3 separate regions of the Mus musculus genome follow, and all the other regions are linked to region 1. The links are chromatin contacts, called in public HiChIP or PLAC-seq and promoter capture Hi-C maps. All regions are on one chromosome and are shown on one strand. The core of a region is the stretch at or near the end of the contact, and the rest is flanking DNA. Distances in the headings are between cores, read along the strand shown. Region 1 holds the start of Krt13 (keratin 13). Region 2 holds the start of Krt12 (keratin 12). Region 3 has its middle 21 kb from the start of Krt20.

What was found. HiChIP or PLAC-seq counts read pairs in DNA pulled down with a chosen protein or histone mark. Capture Hi-C pulls out chosen DNA fragments and counts their contacts.
Region 2: a contact with region 1 is called in a promoter capture Hi-C map of pancreatic islet, with 5 times the contacts expected there. The contact joins the promoter of Krt12 here to the promoter of Krt13 in region 1. A contact is called at or near these places in 8 of 39 promoter capture datasets (the C10 cell line, cranial neural crest, embryonic stem cells and 3 more), 1 of 484 Hi-C or Micro-C datasets (embryonic stem cells), 1 of 115 datasets of contacts at active chromatin or transcription factors (pancreatic cancer cells) and 3 of 9 other capture datasets (adipose tissue, embryonic stem cells and pancreatic islet).
Region 3: a contact with region 1 is called in an HNF4G HiChIP or PLAC-seq map of pancreatic cancer cells. The contact joins the enhancer-like site here to the promoter of Krt13 in region 1. A contact is called at or near these places in 8 of 39 promoter capture datasets (the C10 cell line, embryonic stem cells, hematopoietic stem and progenitor cells and 3 more), 3 of 15 datasets of contacts at CTCF or cohesin (the NIH/3T3 cell line, embryonic stem cells and large pre-B cells), 2 of 115 datasets of contacts at active chromatin or transcription factors (kidney and pancreatic cancer cells) and 2 of 9 other capture datasets (adipose tissue and macrophages).

What each region holds. Positions count from the first base shown.
Region 1 is chr11:100,119,925-100,123,826 of GRCm38.p6, forward strand. Krt13 (keratin 13) reads right to left here and starts at 1,642. Exons shown (of 8, transcript NM_010662.2): 1 at 1,101-1,642; 2 at 49-131. The coding sequence starts at 1,571.
Region 2 is chr11:99,420,542-99,424,443 of GRCm38.p6, forward strand. Krt12 (keratin 12) reads right to left here and starts at 1,718. Exons shown (of 8, transcript NM_010661.2): 1 at 1,130-1,718; 2 at 204-286. The coding sequence starts at 1,675. It overlaps A830036E02Rik (RIKEN cDNA A830036E02 gene), which reads left to right. Exons shown (of 4, transcript NR_153851.1): 4 at 1,324-2,557.
Region 3 is chr11:99,457,454-99,461,355 of GRCm38.p6, forward strand. No RefSeq gene overlaps it. Among named protein-coding and RNA genes, the nearest start is that of Krt20, 21 kb to the left of the region's middle. Within about 2 kb of position 1,603, at least 16 of the 459 cell types and tissues checked have an H3K27ac peak or open chromatin away from gene starts, as enhancers often do. A contact at or near this core is called in pancreatic cancer cells, where this site is marked.

The DNA of each region.
Region 1 (3,902 bases), core at 392-2,891:
CTAAAGCAAGAGTCTTTGGGGAAAGACTCGTAAGGAGAATGAACTCACTTGAGCCTGAAGTCATCTGCAGCCAGCCTGGCATTGTCAATCTCCAGGATGATCCGGTTGTTGTCCGTGGTGGCTTCCAGAATCTACAAAGCATGGAAGGGACACGCTAAAGCTGGGCTTAGAAAGCAAAACTCACCTTACTTCTGCTTAAGCACTCTGAGAAAGCAGGAGGCAAAGCCAACTCTCTCCTTTTCCTCTTGAATATTCCCCATCAGACCAGGGTGGGAGAGACCAATGATGGCCATTTCAGAGGCCCCACCCACTCAGAACATCTTCCAGTAGTCGTATCTCAGAGCTATCAACTCCCTAAGTCACTGTCTTGATAGCTTTCCCCCTTCAGATCAGAAGGGGCTCAGTGTGACTCCAGATGTATTCTGGCCATGCTCCTGGAGCTGACCTCCCAGATAAGCAAAGAGGAAAACCCATCCACTCAACTCTCTTGAACTCAGGCATCCACTTGAATGCCTGAACATTTACAGCGTAAGCATTTAAAGCCTGCTTTGTGTAATTGGGGCCTGACCCAGGCTAGTAGACTTCTGCTCTGACAAGTTGGTGTCGCAGTGTGATTGACAGGCCACACTGAGGGCTTCCAGGCTCTGTACCAGCCTGAGTCTCAGCCTCTTTACACCCTCTGAGTCATTGCCCACTGAGAATAAGTCTATGGGGTTTCTCCAAAATAAACAGTGAACAACGATATCTTTTCTTTATCCGGTTTATCCGTTTGCAGTGACTTTTTTAAAATGTCACATTTCCAAGTAAGTCAGTCGTAGGTTATAGCAACTGAGTCACAAGTAACAGTTCAGGAAGCCATTAAAAAAAGACTTGGCAGGAGTCATGACACCAATAAACATGAAGTGTGGGAGAGAATGCATTTGGGTCATGGCATAAGAAAATTTCAGTAGCGGAGACTCTCGGTAGTACAAAGTTACAATATTCCCCTTGCAAGAAGAAGGTCGATTCCATCCACACCTGGTCGTCTGTAACACTGCATGGCCTGGCCTCTGAGGCTCTGCCCTGTCCTGAGGAAAACTTCTTAGCATCAGAGGCCTCACCTTGATCCGGAGCTCCTCGATGGTCTTATAATAAGCACTGTAGTCCCGCTCTGGACTAGCTGGGCTCTGTTTCAGATGCCAGTCACGAATCTTCACCTCCAGGTCGGCATTGGCTGCCTCCAAGGCGCGCACCTTATCCAGGTAGCTGGCCAGGCGGTCATTGAGGTTCTGCATGGTGATCTTCTCGTTGCCAGAGAGGAGGCCACCATCGACACCTCCGAAGTCACCAAAGCCACCGCCAAAACCTCCGCCATAGCTACCTCCAAAGCCACCTCCAAAGCCACCTCCAAAGCCACCACCAGCTCCTCCACCAAAGCCACAGCTCATGCCCCCTCCATAGCCTCCAGCTGACCCTCCAGTGACAAACCGAGATGAGCAGGAGGAGATATTACGGCCTCCTCCAAGCTGGCAAGAACCAGCTCCGAAACCACCTCCATAGCTCATGGAGGAACTCTGGAAGCGGCAGCTCATGGTGGGAGCAAGAAGGTGAGAGAGAGAGAGCAGACAGGAGCTGAACTTGACCAAGGCCAAGAGAAGACTATGGCACTTCCCTGCCGTGCATGCCTTTTATGCGTCCTCCACAGGGGTGGGACATCCTCTCTCCTCCCTTCCCCACCCTCTGACCTGATGCCAGCTGTTCCTCCTTTCCCACAAGCCCAGTTACCTCTACTCTCTAGGGTGGGTTATGTCTTTGGGGTGGCTTTTTTCTTTTTAATCCTTAACAAAAGGGATGATTCAGAGGGAGCAGTGTTCTGCTTCAGACTTCTTTTGACAACCAAATTCTACTTCACCTTTCCAGTTAAGAAGTTCCATATCCCAGCCCTGCCCAGTATTAGAACAGGGACTGAACCACAAGGGTCTATCAGATAGCCTCCTTGGGGGAGAGGGGGGAAGGCCAGACTGCAAAGTGGCCCCATGCTGGGTGAAATCCCCATAGCCCTCACCACCCTTCTTTTCTACCTCTAAAATGGCTGGATGGAATGTTCTGGAAACCCCTTAGCTCTTCATCTATGCCAATGCTCCCAACAATTCTGATCACAAATTTTGTTGATCATAAAGAATTAGCCTCATTGGACACCTTGAGCCTGAAAAAGAAATGGTTCTAGGGGCTGGAGAGTTGGCTCCATGGTTAAGAATATTTGCTATTCTGGGCAAGGACCCAAGTTCTGGTCCTGACACCCATATGAGGGCTTACAACTGTCTGTAACTCCTGTTCCAGGGTATCCCATTCCCTCCTCTGGACTTTGTAGGCACCATAAACACTCATGATGCACAAAATACATGCAGTCAGACAATCATAACCAATAGTTAAAAATAAATATTAAAATAAAGAAGAAAATGGCTATAAAAAGCAACACTAAGAGACCCTAAGAGACCTCAGAAAGCAAACCTAGCTGAGGAGACCAAGACACAGGAAGAGACAGCAACCCCACTAAGATGCTTAGAGCCTAAGTATTTTACACTCAATTTCTAATTGTATATATTTATTTTGTGCACTAGTACTAGTGCCGTACACTGTGGAGATCAGAGGACAAGTGTCAGGAGTGAATGCTCGCCTACATTGTGTGTCCCAGGAATGAAACTCGGGTCTGCTGAGCATCTCACAAGTTCTGCACTCACTCTCAAGGATCTTAGCAGCAGCCCCGAGAGGTGGCTTCTCTAGTATCTCCCACTTTACACAGAGAACCAAGTCATAAAGTAGAATCAGAACTGAACCCCAAGGCTAGTTATACCATGCCCAAGACTCATTTTAGATCCATTTTGTATAGAATAAAGTTTATAAATCATAAGTGTTCAATTGCACTATCACCTATGCATCTCCTGTGCAATCACCTTCCAGAACTTTCTAGCACTCTGAAAACTCATGATACCTCTTCTGAGTATATACCTGCAACCCACACCCCTGATCAAATCATTCTTCCAGCTTCTGTCACCAGAGGTAAGTCCATAGCCTCCAACAGAGTCTATGGTTCCCCAAAGGACATTCCACAGTGTTAAGAGTTGTTTGAACTGTCACAATTGAGTGATGGTCCTATTGTGTAGAGGGTAGAAATCAGGGAATGTCTCCACATCAATGAATTACCACACCCCAAAGGTCTACATGGCTGAGGTTCAGAAGCCCTGGATCAATCCAGCACATGAGGTTCATGTTACGTTATTCTGACTGTCTTAGGGAGCCTTCCAAATCTGCAAAAAGCTCTGGAGTTCCTGGCAAGGGCCCTCTCTCATGATATCTGATACAGTTTGTAAGCATTTGACTGAGAGATACATAGAGAGATGTGTCTCAGGGGCAAGAGCTAGCTAGAGTCTCTTGTAAGGACCTCAGAGCGTAACTACAAAGCTCAGGGATTGCACGAAGACACTGTAAGAAGAGGCCTTGCCATTCCAGATGGAAGAAAGGGTCTTAAGGGCCCCTCTCGGAATCTGGAATGGGAAAGAAGTTTCCAGAGATGAAAAGGAAGGACCCAGTCTGAGCCCCCAGCCTCTCCACACCGATGAACCCCAGTTACTGCAAATGGTCTCTCAGAAGCAGGGCTAGAAGTGTGTGGTAGGCTGGGTAATACCAGGCAGGGCCTGAGGAGGGGTGGCACAGGTGTGAAGACATCCCAGAACCCTCTGTGCTGATTCAGCAAGACTAGAAAAGAGAGCCCTGAGTCTGGACCTTGTCACCTTTTGTGTTGAGAGGTAGGGAAGCAGGCCCATGTCCACCCAGAAGGCAGGTGGTGCTGCCAGAGCAAGACCCATGTTGTATTGAGATGCTCAAACACCAGGGTGAGTCTAGGATTTGAACTGACCCCTGAT
Region 2 (3,902 bases), core at 468-2,967, 700 kb before region 1:
GCTCCAGGTGGAAGCAACTTATAACTTAAAGCTGTGTACAGTGGACGGTTTGACTTTCAGTGCTTTTAAAAGCACCCTGTGTGGATTTAGGGGTGCACTGAAGGCAGGGGCCATGTGGGCTGCAGGACATTGGAATCGTTTGCCATCAGCGCAGCAGGAAGTGGGGAGTGGGAGGAGGAAGGAGTTACCACCAGCGGACTCACTTCATCCTGAAGTCCTCGGCAGCCAGCCTTGCGTTGTCAATCTGCAGGAGGAGCTGGGCGTTGCTGACTCTGGCAGAAACGATCTGGGAGAACAGAGGGAGACACATGAACACGGAGTCCTAAAGCACTGGCAGTTAGTTCACTAGTGTCACTTTGCACATAAGAATAAATCGTGACACAAAATACATTTTTCCTCCATCCAAACTCTTCATCTTTAAGTCACATTCTTTCAGCTTTTTTTTTTTTTTTTTTTTTTTTTTTTTTTTTTTTAAATATGGCTCTTCTATGCATCTTTAGTTTTGGTTGGGCTTCCCTCCTCACCCTTACTTTTCTGTGCATCCCCACCCCATCTTTGTTTAAACCTTCCTATGTTACTCTTCCCCCTTCCTCTATATCAGTTTAAGCACCTCCTCCCTGCCATGAGACCTTTCTGCTCTCTATAGGCACTCAGTTAAACTCAAACAGAAACCTAAACATTCCAAACTAGAATCCACATCTGAAAGACAGCAGATGGCGTTTGCCTATCAGGGCTTGGGTTACCTCGCTCAGTCTCCAGTTCCGGTTTTCTAAGGCAAAGGATGTGGCTGTAGCTCAATGGGAGAACACTTGGTCACATACCCGAAGCCCTGTGTTCATTCCCAGCACCACAGCAAAACAAAGCAAAGCCCCAAACTCCGAAGGGTTCGGGACAGCTTCATTTTAAAAGCAAATGTATTGATTAAAAATAATGTTGATAAGTTAAGAACATTTCTTTTAGACAGTGGAAGGACGGCCACTTAATGGTGAACGGAACTGTACTTCTGTGCTTCTTGAGGGGAGGAAATTCTCCAAGTACCATCTAGTTTAAAAATATCTAAGTTAAGAGGATTTATTTTTATAAAAATATTGTAATAAAATGAAAAGGTTTCTAAAGCCCCTCCCCTTACCTTATTCTTCAAGTCTTCAATCAGTGGGTAGTATTTACTGTAATCACTCTGAGACCCAGCGTCTCTGGTTCTCCGTGTTTCATACCACTCTCGAATTTTGTTTTCCAGTTCTGCATTAGCCTCCTCTAGAGAGCGAACCTTACCCAGGTAGGAAGCTAGTCTGTCATTTAGATTTTGCATGGTTTCTTTCTCAGAACCAGAAAGAAGACCTCCATCATTGCCAGAAAAGATACACAGAGAGCCACCGCCCGAGCTTCCAGCTATCCCCATCCCTATCCCCATTCCTCCCGCGCCACCTCTCAGAGGTCCCCCATAGGCAGAGCCAAGCCCCGGCAAGCAACCTGCAGAGCCACCGCTAAAGCCAGAACTAGAACCAAACATGGAAGCAGCAGAAAAGAGGCCTCCACAGCCAACTCCAAAGCCAGAGGCCGATCCCCCATAGCCGCCGGCAACACTAGAAGCAGATGCACCCCAAGGTCTGCCTGCCGCCCCATTCTGTGAGGAAGACCTCCTGGACAGCGCAGAGGTGCAGACTGAAAGCGACATGCTGTTGCTGGAGAGGTGGTGACCCAAGAGAGACCGCAGTGCTGGTATGCCAGAAGGGGTCCTGCCTTTATAGGCTGGGAGGTGGGTGTTGCGGTTAAAGAGTTCACTCTCTGCGTTCCAACTCTCGCATGCCCACCCACACCCAGTTGGCCAGCTCAGCAGGTATGTGATTTATGCATCGTGAAAATTCACTGATATAGCTATAATCGAATAACCATTACCACTAGATATCTGACACACAAGAAAGAAGGCTGGGTGGAGCAGATAGGCTGTCGTAAGGAATCTGTCACCTTCAGTTGTCCTCAGCACTGCCTGTATCTTCCAGACACCAGAAGAGTGACGACTGGAGCATTAAGGAATCCTTCCGAAGCCCCATGCTTCCTGAAGCTCTGTCTTCCCCTCCCCTGTCTATTTCTTTCGGTTCAGTATAAGCCAACCAACCATGCTGTGGTTCTCTCTGTAGGGACAGTTTCAGAGGCAGATGAAGAGCGCATTCCTGGAAGGTGAGAAACAGAGGTGTTTTCCAAGAGGACATTAGAATCTGAGCTTGCAAGGCTCTGAGAGCATCTGCTGTAAGGAGTTGTGTGGTTCTTGCTTTTCTGAAAATGGAACACTTAAACATGGGAGCCAGCTGTTTGGAAGTCGAACATTTATAGTTAACAAAAGATTGGCATTCTCAGTGAACCATGACGCTGGGCTCTGGGCTGAATGCTTATTGCTATTTCTTCAATGGCATTACCTGTGAGAATTTTGTAGTAAATCTGTTGGCTGAATGGATAGTATATCACCTACAGTGTTCCACCATTAACAAAATACATACACACACACATACACACACGCAAACACTGTCCAAAATAAGAAATGATTAAAACTCCATGCTTCAGAAGCCAGAGAGTCATTTCGGTGGATGGAGAGGAATGCATTTTTGCATCACAGAACAGCCAATGGGAGGCTGTCTTATTAAATTCCTGTGAATTCTTTGGGAAGCATGATCCTGAGAATTTTATCCAGGGGTCAGAGAGATGGCTCAGTACTTAGGAACACTTGCTTCTTCCAGAGGACCCAGGTCCAAACCACCCCCCACCTCCAATGACAATCAATCTAATGGCTCTGGTGTACAGGTTCCCACAGCAGAGCCTTTAATAGTAGCTCCATATTTCCTGGGCGCCCTGGTCCCAGAGAATGCTTCTTTCTCTGGCCTTTATGCCATGAGAGTTGGTCTCAAGGTCAGTACTTGCTTTGCAGTGATAGAGCGCGGATTCTTCCTCGTTCAGCAAGAGCAACACTCACCTCGTCCAGGTAGTGTTGGCCCTTATTCAGCCTCCCCAGAGGCGAAATCTTAAATCTGGAGTCGTACCAAGCCAGAGTGAGAGCTGCCTATTGGGCACTCGGGAGCACATGCAGAAGGTCACAGCTGAGCTTCATGGCAGGCCTCCGTAAGAAATACCCAGGACAGGGGCTGGAGAGATGGCACTGACTGCTCTTCCTGAGGTCCTGAGTTCAATTCCCAGCAACCACATGGTGGCTCATAACCATCTATAATGGGGTCCCATGCCCTCTTCTGGTGTGTCTGGAAACAGCTACAGTGTACTCGCATAAAATAATCTAAAAAAAGGAAGAAAGAAAGAAGGAAAGAAAACCCAGGATCAAACAGACTGGCAGCTTTTCAAATCACTTTCCCAGGGTCAGGAACACTGAACCCGGAGTGACAGCTACTGACAACTCCCCTTAACCTTGTTAAATAAGGAACATGTGCAAGGGACACATTCTCCTCCCAACCTATACAGTCACAAAGAAAGAGCAGGGCTTCAAAGCAAGAGGTTTGCAGAAATGATACATTTATACTGTAAATATATGCCTGGGAAGCACCAGCAATCTCTGGCAGACAAGGTTTGACGACACAGTCTGCAATCCACTTGCCTCATTTGTAAGGAGCATGGGAAGTTGTGAACTGAGATGCCAAGACCCACAGTTACAGATGGAGGCTCCACTAAGGGTTCCTCTAATCTATGGGCTGAGCTCGTCCTTGTTTGAACTGACATCAGTTCCCATGTTCCTGCTGTCATCCAAGACACTGGATCAAGCGAGTCGCAGACCTTGTGTTTCAGAGAGCTCCTATGATGTTGCTTTTATCTCCTTTTACAACAGAACCATCTCAGAGTCAGGACATTGACTTATTTAAGGCAGAGAGAGAAATCAGCTCTTTAGTATAGTCTACAGACAGCGC
Region 3 (3,902 bases), core at 353-2,852, 660 kb before region 1:
CCCCCCCAGTGCACCAGAGACCTGGGAGGTGAGGGGCTCCCAGGACTCACAGGGAGGGACCTTTGATGAAATGTTCAACAGTAGGGAGAGGGAATTTATAGAGCCAACATCCAGCAGGAAGACAGGACATCAAGTGAGGGATGGGGTTGCCATCCCACAGTTACACCTCTGACCCATAATTGTTCCTGTCTGAAAGAATTACAGGGGTGGAAATGGAAAGGAGCCTGAGAAAAAGAAGGTCCAGTGACAGGCCCAAAGTGGGATCCAGGTCAAGGGGAGGTCCCAAGGCATGACACTGTTGTTGAGGATATGTAGTGCTCACAAAAAGGGATCGATCATGACTCCACCCCCCAAAAGACCCAACAAGCAGCTGAAAGAGTCAGATGCAGATATTTGCACCCAACTAATGGATAGAAGCAGTTAACCCCTGTTGTTGAATTAGGGAAGGCTGAAAGAATTTGAGGAGTAGGGCGATCCTATAGGAGGACCAGCAGTCTTAATTAATCTGGACCCCTGAGAACTTTCAAACACTGGACCACCAAATAGACAGCATATACCAGCTGATATGAAGTCTCCCAACACACATACAGTAGAGGACTTGCAGGTCTGTGTTCATTCAGAGATGATGCACCTAACCCTCAAGAGACTGGAGGCCTCAGGGAGTTTAGAGGTCAGATGGGGTGGAGGGTGGGGGCATCCATGTGGAGATGGGTGTGGTGGGGAGGAGGTGTGGGATGTGGAGCAGTTGGAGGGTGGGAGGGGAGGGTTGGGGAATGGAATATGGAGTGTAAAAAATGAATTACAAATAAAATAAAACCAAAACCAAAACCAAAAAACTTGTTCTAAGGTGAGAGAGGTGTTATCATTTTGCAACCCCAATTCAGGAAAATTACTGGTTATTTTTACGTCTCTCACATGCAAACTCAAATGGGTGAATAATGGCTTTTTATGCTCTCTGTGTCTTTCATGGACACTGTGAAAGTTACCAGAAACAATGTCATATGTCAGGGTGAGGGGAGACAAAAGCTAATACACAAATAAAGACTGTCAAAAATATTAAAAAAGAAGAAGAAAAAGAAGAAGAAGAAGAAGAAGGAGAAGAAGAAGAAGAAGAAGAAGAAGAAGAAGAAGAAGAAGAAGAAGAAGAAGAAGAAGAAGAAGAAGAAATGTGTGGGTTAATGTCAGAATAGCCAAGAGTCTTTGGAGAAGAGGATTTAGGCATAAGAGACAAGGAATGCTCATTTTATTTTATTTTATTTTATTTTATTTTATTTTATTTTATTTTATTTTATTTTATTTTATTTAGGACCAGCCTTATAGGGCATTGATATTCATCCGCTCATTCATTCACAAATAATCATAAATAAATATGAGTGTGTGTTCTGCTCTGTTGTAGATACTGGGAATACAGTAGTGAAAAAATACAGGTGTCTGTCCCGTGGAGTCCAGTTTGGGTGTGTGTGTGGGGGGGGGAGGGGCTGGAGGGGCAGAGGGTGAGTCAGAGGCCACACAAGAAAGGGTTGGTGAGGCACTCTTATGAGCAATGAGGCCAGGCCCGGCTCCGACGGTAAAAAAGACATCTGAATGAAAGCCTGGAAGAGTCGTGATGTCTGGGGTCAGAGAGCTTCCTGGTGCAAAGTCTGGGGTATGAGTGTGTGGGTGGAGCACCCTGGCCTAGTGCTGGTGCTCGGAAGAGGAAGGTGGAATGGCAGAAAAGGAAGGTAGACAGGGGGCAGGACCTACAGACAGGTGTGTCCTACAAGAGCTGTGTGACTTTAGAAGGTATCAAAGTTTGTCCATGCAGGAATTCAGCAGCCATAGAGTCCACACTCGATAAGCACCGATTAATGAACCACTTTTTCAAAAATGTCATTTAAAACGATTTCAGTCACCGATAGGAGGACGGTCAGTGTCAGTGGCAACACACACACAGATTTCCATGAAAATGAAAGCTGACGGGCGGGTGTGCACTATAGATGACTTAGGATTCGAGCCCCAAGACCTCCCAAGTCAAGGCGGGAACTTAGGCTGGGGGGGACGAGGGAGACTCTGAGCGCCTAGCTGCTTTTCCTTCTTGCACCCGCTCTGCACCTCTCCCTTCCGTCCTGCTCCCGATCATTAGAATTTCTTAGCAACACTGTAAATGATGGCTCACACCTATTAATCTTAATACTTGGGAGGTTGAAGCAGTGGGATGATAAGTTTGAGGTCCGCTTGGGCTAAGTAGAGAGACTTTGTCTTAAACAATGCTAGTTCTTCATAAAAAACACAATACTCTTATTTATGTGTTAATCAGAATTTATTTTGCTTTTTTATTGATTAATTTTCTTGCTTGGTATTTCCATAATGTATTGGGATTACTCTCTCCCTCTCCTTTTTTTTTTTTTACCCCCCGCCTCCATCCCTATCAACAATACTTCCCATCCCTACCAGTCTTTTTCCAAGCTTCATGGTTTTGGGTTTTATTTTGTGAACCATTTAGTTAAACCAGGGTCATCTTTGTACTCACAGGATGGGAAGTATCCACTGGGGGCCAATGGGGCACACTGATAGGTACACAACCAAAGGCATTGATTTCTCTAATCTCCAAAGTATCAGTAGCAAACAGCTCAGAAGTGAGGGGAACTCCCCTGCCTCCGGACTCCCTCTACCATCCATGTCCAGCTGCCTAGTGCAAGCATCCACAGCTGCTATGAGCCCACGACTGCAGTGGCTGTGTTTTACCCAGAACATAACAGTTTGCATTTCTTCTCCCCACCCTCTGGCTCTCAGGTTCTTTCTTCCTCCTGCAAGGTTCCCAGAGCCTTAGAGCAGGTGGTAGAAATGTCTCACTTAGGGCTGAGCACACGTCTGCTACGTATTCTCAGCATCTTGTGCATCCATGAGTTTCTGCCTTTTCCATTGTTCACTGGAAAGAAACACTTTCCTGGCCAAGGCTGAGAGTAGCATTTGTCTACTGGCATATGCATAGATATTTAGATGACAGCTCAATATTGTCAATTTAGCTAAACAACAGTGTTTAGTTCCCTCCTAGAACCTATGATCTCTCCTGTCTTTTTTTTTTTTTTTGGCCAGATTTACAGAACCAGGCAGGAATTCTTGCCTATGGAGTAGATCTAAATTCCAATCAAAGAATAACTGACCATCTCCTTAACAGCAATATAACTATTGCGCATGTCTGCGTATCTACTTGACAGGTTGTTCGGCTGACTGGTGGGCCTCAGTTGGGTAAGAACATTGCTTGTTCCCCCAGTAGCCTCCATAGCATCCTTGGGGACTATGAAACTAGTAGGTGTGGAGGAAGCTTCCAGCTCATTTCTAAGTGATTTCTGTGTTTCATGCATCCTATGAGTGTGGCCTTACCATCTAGCTCTGATAGGCATTCAAGAAGACTTGTAAAAGCCTATACTGTTTGGGTGGTCTCTGAGATCTCCTTGACTAACAACTTATAAAGAGGCATTCTACCATTGGCATTGGGGTTTTTGTTGAACAGTTCACAGAAACTGAAAAAAAAAGTCACGGAGACATAAATGTAAAATGCTGACTTGGTCATTATACATTATGGACACATATTCTGAACACAAGAAACATGTACAATGAAAATAATAAGAAAAAAGAATCTATAAGAAAAATAGTTTAATGCTGGGCAGTGGTGGCACATGCCTTTAATCTCAGCCCTTGGGAGGCAGAGGCAGGTGGATTTCTGAGTTCGAGGCCAGCCTGGTTTACAGAGTAAGTTCTAGGACAGTCAGGGCTATACAGAGAAACCCTGTCTAAACAAAACAAAACAAAACAAAACAAAACAAAACAAAACAAAACAAAACAAAACAAAACAAAACAACAACAACTCAGCACAGCCAGGAGTGGTGGGTGGTACAAGTTTATGGTACCTAGAATTACTT